Regions from separate parts of the Sus scrofa genome. Here region 2 is linked to region 1. Evidence: chromatin contacts called from public Hi-C data. All regions are on one chromosome and are shown on one strand. Each heading gives the region's core, a stretch centred on a gene start, on an enhancer-like site or on the middle of the called end of the contact. The rest is flanking DNA. Distances are from core to core; before and after follow the strand shown. Region 1 holds the start of RGS16 (regulator of G-protein signaling 16). Region 2 holds the start of ARPC5 (actin related protein 2/3 complex subunit 5).

The links. A called contact is a pair of places that touch in the nucleus more often than the background predicts.
Region 2: a contact with region 1 is called in a Hi-C map of heart right ventricle, with 4 times the contacts expected there. The contact joins the promoter of ARPC5 here to the promoter of RGS16 in region 1. A contact is called at or near these places in 1 of 47 Hi-C or Micro-C datasets (heart right ventricle) and 1 of 2 datasets of contacts at active chromatin or transcription factors (skeletal muscle).

The regions. Positions count from the first base shown.
Region 1 is chr9:123,917,440-123,920,759 of Sscrofa11.1, forward strand. RGS16 (regulator of G-protein signaling 16) reads right to left here and starts at 1,680. Exons shown (of 5, transcript XM_021063763.1): 1 at 1,268-1,680; 2 at 243-353. The coding sequence starts at 1,311. It overlaps LOC110255525 (a long non-coding RNA gene), which reads left to right. Exons shown (of 2, transcript XR_002335963.1): 2 at 215-702. LOC110255524 (a long non-coding RNA gene) reads left to right here and starts at 1,645. Exons shown (of 4, transcript XR_002335961.1): 1 at 1,645-1,729.
Region 2 is chr9:124,846,139-124,849,287 of Sscrofa11.1, forward strand. ARPC5 (actin related protein 2/3 complex subunit 5) reads right to left here and starts at 1,768. Exons shown (of 4, transcript NM_001134357.1): 1 at 1,626-1,768. The coding sequence starts at 1,768. It overlaps RGL1 (ral guanine nucleotide dissociation stimulator-like 1), which reads left to right and starts at 2,220. Exons shown (of 19, transcript XM_003357576.5): 1 at 2,220-2,634.

The DNA.
Region 1 (3,320 bases), core at 430-2,929:
GTGGCTGCATGTTCAATAACATCTCCAGGTGGGAGAGTCCAGTGACTAGACATGCTGGCCCTGGGTAGATTTGTCTGTTGGTGGACTTCAAAGCCTTGAGCCACCCACCCGGTCACCCATGAGCCAGGGAGCCACCGCAGACCAGCAATCATTACAGGGGTCATCACAGTCCACCCTGACATGTCCTAATTTCTCCTTGTATTTCCTTCTCCAGGGGCCCCAGGCCGGCCGGCAGGACTCACCCGTCTTTGCTGTGTTTACTGCCCCACTCGAATTTGCCAACACTCGCGGGATCGGAGCCCAGCTCTGACTTGTGAAGAAAGATCCCCAGCCGGGTCTTGAACTCTTTGGCTCTGGAAGACAACGCATGAGCATGTGAGGAATCTCCGGTTGCTTGGCCAGGGCAGAGAGATTGAGGGGGTCCCAGGAGAGCTCATGCTGGCGCCCCCCCAAAGCTTCCTGGGACACTTGGCTATTCCCAGGGCATAAACGTTGCTTCTCTCATCAGTATCATGAACCCAGAAACAATGAAAGCAGTCTTTGAGCTGTGCCTCCATAGGTCTTATACTTTCTGGGTCTACAATACAGCTGTATTCATGGGCTTTTTGGCATTAAGTCACACCAATCTATCTTTGTGCCAGCTGATGAGCAGAAGGCAGTTCAGCACACTCTGGGCTTGTTACAAATATTTCTAGAACTGTGTGGAAGTTGATTTCTACCTTCATCTTTACTTTTTCTTTTCCAGCCTCCAGCTTCAGCAAAGATTGGTGAGGCTGAGAAGTCCCCTGGGAAGTGGGCACATCTCTCACCAGGTGGGGGGAAGGGGGGGACGCTGAAAAACACTTCCCTGCCTTCCCAGCACCTGAGGAGGCCAGGGCCCTAGCTCTGGGCTTTAAAACGAAAACCAAGTGCTTAAGAAACCAGGGAAGACAGTTCTGCCTGGTGATGCCAACACCAGGTCTTCCTGCAGCCGAGACTTCAGCAGGTCAGCCAGGTAGAACTGCAACTTGTGTCAGAGGATGGGGAATGCCAATAAGCAGCGGACCCTCTGCTTCCCTTTAATTCGCCTTCTCCCTTCTGGTGGTCCATCCTCCTCTTAGACTCTAAGGGAGGCATCTGTGAACGCGGAACCAAGTTGACCTCCACCTTTCAAGTTACTAGCGTCCCATGCTCCTGCCCACCCAGGTCCCCAAGGCTGCCGCTCCGCTTCCTAAGGTTGATGGGACTTGGACTTCTTTCTCCAGGCAGCTGGACAAGCTCCTCTTACCTCTCCAGGCAGGTGGTGGGGAAGGCAGCCAGGGTCCGGCACATGGCTGCTGATGCAGGGCAGCACGTCGTGGAGAGGATGGTGGCGGGCTCCTGGGGACACCGCAGAACCCAGGGAGGCAGAACAGCGGCAGCAGCTAGCGCCTCTATGCAGACTGCGTTTATCAAGGGGAACCTCACTGAGCCAGCGGCTTTTATTCCCTTGGAGGGGGCGGAGCGGGGCTGAGAGCCGCCGACCAATCGGAGAGCCGTCCTGAGCGCGGGCGAAGACGGAGGCGGGGCCGGGGGCTCGAAGGGGCGGGGCGCGGAGCCTAGGATGCGCCGCTACCCTGCTACCCTCGTGCAACTCTCGCACCGCAGGGGTGCTCACGGGGCTGCCCCCTCCTCCGGGCGGACGGCGGCGTGGGGAGGGAGGCGCGGCAGAGAAGTCGCACGTTGTCGAGACGCGCTCGCACCCAGTTAGGTAGGAAAAAACCCTGTCGGCCGTTAGTAAAAGCAGGAAACCAACTCAGCGGTGCCAGGAGGATTTGCGTGGGGGTGGCGGGTTGGGGAGGTAAGCGAAGTGTGGGTCACAGCCTGAGCCTGAGCTTGTTAGGGCTCCACGGAGCAGAGCACAGGGTGCAAGACAGCATATTATGCTGGTGCCTTACATTTCTTGTGCTTCTACCCAGATGGCCACGGGTCAGCCCAGGAAGCCCTTTACATCATCACCGCCATTTTAGAAATGAAGAAACCGAGTCAGAAAGTTAAAAAGACGTGCCCAAGATCAGAGTTAGAAATAGACAACTCCCCCCGTGGGCCGGGGGGCGGGAGGCGGCTTTATTGAGCAACTGCTAAGTCCCAATCCCTTTCGCTAAAACTTGAGTTAAACCCCTTGCTGAAAGTCACACAAGGTTTTGCCAGAATTCAAATATGAATTTACCACACTTTTCTCTACTGCCCTTTCCCAGCTGAGAATCCCAACACCTTTGTAACTGATGAACGCAACTTTTAAGTATTTGCTAGTTAGTTCAGCGCCCTCATCTCTGAGATAAAGGTAATGGATGCCCTGCTTCTCTCCTCACGTTCTCATAACGGCATCACAGCCTCCCCAAGGCTCCTCACATGCCTTTGGGATTGCAATTAAGAGGCTGCAGGTGAGGTTAAGTGTGTGTGATCTGGAGATGGATTTCTCACTTTCAAATCTGGGCTCTGCTGTTTACTGGTGGGAGACCCGGGACAAGCTTCTCAACCTTTTCATGTCTCCATTTCCTCGCCTCTAAGATGAAAACGTGATGCATTTATTTCATAAAGTTGTGAGAACTAGATAAATTTAAGTTGTACTTGGAGTTCCCCAGGAAACAAGGAACATAGTTCCTCTGAGGCAGAGGCTGGCTGGGGAGAGTTCTCGGAACTAAGAGGGTGTGAGGGAAGCAGGGTTGGGCAGAGGGGGGAACGGATGCTGAAGCTGGTCCCAAGGGATGCTCTGGAGTGGGATGGCCCTTCAGAGCAGTCGCTGCAGTGAAGCAAGGGGCGGCCTTGCGTCCCACATCAGCTGTTCACTGGACAGCCTAATTTTTTTTTCTTTCTTTCTTTTTTTTTTTTTTTTTTTTTTTTTTTTAGGGCTGCACCCTTGGCATATGGAGGTTCCCAGGCTAGGGATCCAATCAGAGCTACAGCTGCCGGCCTACACCACAGCCACAGCCATGCTGGATCTGAGCCGCGTCTGCGACCTACACCACAGCTCACAGCAACGCCAGACCCTTAACCCACTGAGCAAGGCCAGGGATCAAGCCCGCAAACTCATGGCTCCTGGTCAGATTCGTTTCCGCTGCGTCACGATGGGAACTCCAGGCTGGCGTAATCTTAAACAAGGCCGTTCCCTCTGCCAAGAGCAGCTCCTGGAGAGAGACTGCTGGGAGCCTACAGCAGACAGCACCCTGGGGAACGAGGGCCTGATCCCAAACGGATCTGGAAAACGCACCCCGGCCCCTGCCACCACACCTGTACGGTGCTTGGCACAGTGCTTGGCTTGTAGTCGGCACTCAGTGTACCTCAGCTCTCAGGTTTACGTA
Region 2 (3,149 bases), core at 518-3,017, 930 kb after region 1:
GAATGTACAGTTATTTCCCTAAAAGGAAAACCACAGAGTTCTCTTGTTCCTCCATCTGTGGTGCCTGATAGGGCTTGTCTCTTCTTGTAACAAGAGTAGAAGAGACAGTAAGACAGCATCTTTACATTTTAAGATGAACTGATTTAAAAAGCAGATCCACTCTGTGGATACAGCAGTACCATTTAAGAGTCATCATCGTTATCTAAAATGTTAGTCTCATGAAACATCATTTTTTCATCACAAAGAATGTTTTTAGACAGACATCATTTATATTCTGAAGGAAAAGGTCTGACCAAAAAAACTATGGTTGTTGGTAGACTGTTATTTTCAAGGCTTAATGGACTTCTAGAGAAGCACGCCTTCTGCAGACTGGTTCACTTATAAGACCCCAAACACTGAAGTATTTAAATAATGCAAAACAGCAACAGCTGATTGTGAAAGTCAGAGAAATCAAAGAAACATCTGTATGTTGACAAATGTTTAATGCTGTACTTTAGGTGCCTCTAAGACCAGCTGTGGTTGTGACCAAATATTTTCGCTCATATATTTCCACGTTGAATTTAATAGGACACTGAGGCGGAAAGAGTCTAAAAAGCCTTCCTTACCTTATGAATACACCCAAGGATAATGAGAAATGAGTGGGTCAGTAATTGAGAATCTTTGAAACTACAGCTTTGGTTATTGTAACATTTACATTTTCCTAAAAAAGATCTGATGCCAATACTCCCTCAAAGTCATGAATATTCAAATATGCAAAACCAAAACCCAGGAACTGACAGACACATTTTAACTAAAAGGGAAACGATTCCAGGATTACAAAATGCTTCTGTTTTGCGCAAATGATTCATTTTCTTCTATTTTATTCATTGGGGTTTATTTTAAATATTTCCAGGGATTCTCCACATGCATTCCCCGTCTTCTTTCTACTGTCCTTTGCTTAACAGGTAAAAAGCTCCCAGATTCTTTCTGGGGAGCTGCGGTGGTTTTGCACTCACTCCCTTTTCCCCAGGTAAAAAATTCTGTGCAATCTATATTTTGCCAAATCCCTGTCTCCTAAAAAAGAGCCCCCGGACTGGAAGGACGGAGGGGGCCTCAACCCTGCAAACCGCCCCATCTCTGCTGGCAGGAAAGAATCTATCCTAATGCTGCCAAAACAAAACCACTACCACGATGAAAACAAAATCACTGAAGAAAGACGCCTGTTCTCTCAATCAGACTCGGGAGCTAATGAGACCCGGGTAAATACCGTTCTGGGAGGACAACTTAAGCGCCGCGCAGCAGTCCGACTGACCAGCTGCACCGCCGCGAGGGCGCGGCCGGCCCCGCGGAATTCCCGGAGGCGAGAACTCCTGGCGCAACCTGAGGAATCCGGGGAGTGGACGGCGCGCCGGAAGGGCAGGTTCCCGAGGGCTGGACCCTGGGGTCTCGGGGCGAGTCGGTAGGAATGGGAGAGTCCCCTGCCCTCTGAGAACCCGTGACCCCCAAAGAGACCGGGTGGAGCCGTGGGCACTGGGAGCAGCTCCGCGCCCGGCTCCCGGCCGGGGCCCGCCCCCCTCACCCCCTGCCCGCAGCGGGTCCCGGAAGAAGGGCCAGGTGGGGTGGGGGGGCGGCGAACAGAAGGATATTGCCGCAGGCAGGAGTCCACCTCGCCCTCGTCGGGCCCGGCCTGCCCGTCGCCCCCGTCTTCCTCGTCCACGAACTTGTTCTCGTCGTACTCATCCACGTCTACCTTCCGGAACCGGGCCGACGACACCGTGTTCTTCGACATCCTCGATCCGGACCGGCGGCCAAGGCCTCCCCTCGGTGCTGCCTCTACCTTAGCAAGCCCAACCCGGCTGGCACCCGCAGACTGCCGCCTTCACTTCCCTCTTCCGCTCAGAGGCGTCGGCCGGCAGCCCCGGCCCGGGTGGTTCTGGGCCTGCGCGCTGGCGGCGCCTCTTCCTTCTCAGGAACGCGCTCTCCTCCAACCCTCCTCCACCACCCCCACGGCCCCCTCCCAGCCCGGGAGCGCAGGAGGGAGGGAGCGCGCTGGACGCAGTGCGCAGGTGCGGACTCGCTGCAGGAAAGGGGCGGGGCTGGGTGAAGGAGGCGGGGGCGGGAGGGGGCGGGGCAGGGGAGGGCAGAAAGCGGCGCCGCGGGCAGAGGTAAGAGGCGATTGGGCGTCCACGTGCGTCACGTGATCCCTGGGGGGTTTCCATAGAAACGCTTCTCTGCGGTCCAGCCTAGGGGGTCTTAGGTTGGCGGCGATGGGCTCGGAGGGCGGGTGGCCTTGGCTTGTGCTGCCACTGCCGCCGCCAACGACCTGCCATCGGTGTCCTGCGTAAGGTCCGGCTGGCACGGACTTGCCTGTGAGGTGGGATGGACTGGTTGCCGGACCAAGTCCCCTGCAGTTGACAGGAGTATGAGGCGGAGTGATGCACGCCCAGTCGCCCAGCATCGTTCTAGTTGTCAGAGACGTCGCTTCAGACCGTACGCCGACTGTGGCTTCGTTCCAGAGCCGGGAGCCTCTTTTTCGCGATTGGAACTACGCTGTGCGGCCAGCGGGGAGTCCCCAAGGACAGAGTCGAAAGGTCATATCTTATCTGTCAGTGCTGTGTAACAGCATCTCGACTGCACCTGCAGAATCCGAACTAGGTATCATAACCTTTGGGAAGGAGGGGGAGGTGTCTGGGCAGGGGCTGGGGTCTCGTGACAAGACTGGGATAAACCTGTGGAATTTGGGGTAGGGTCAGTCATTGACATCTTAAAATAACTGGTTGTTTGGAGCAAGAATGTTAGAAAAGAGTAGGGGCGAGTTACACTCTTTTGACGCCGAGGGAAAACAAAATGTGTAAGGATTAGTGGAAACCAAGCCTTTAAAATTTATCTTTGCCGTTTAAGATTTATATGATCCCGCTAGGCCAGCTTTTTATTATATTTGACATCCCCATTTCTGAGAGCAAAGCTCTTATTGAGCAGGTAAAAGCACTAAAACTGAGGGAATGGTTGTTGGGCTATGTGTATAGCACTGAAGTAGAAGTATTTGCAGAATAAAATTATTTTGGACATTTGTCAGGTCTAGTTTAATTCCACCTCTAGCAGAGGGCTGGCTGTTGCCCTGTTAAACCTCAATAGTTCGTTTCCTGTGCTGTAATTGAAAAGAGTACTGG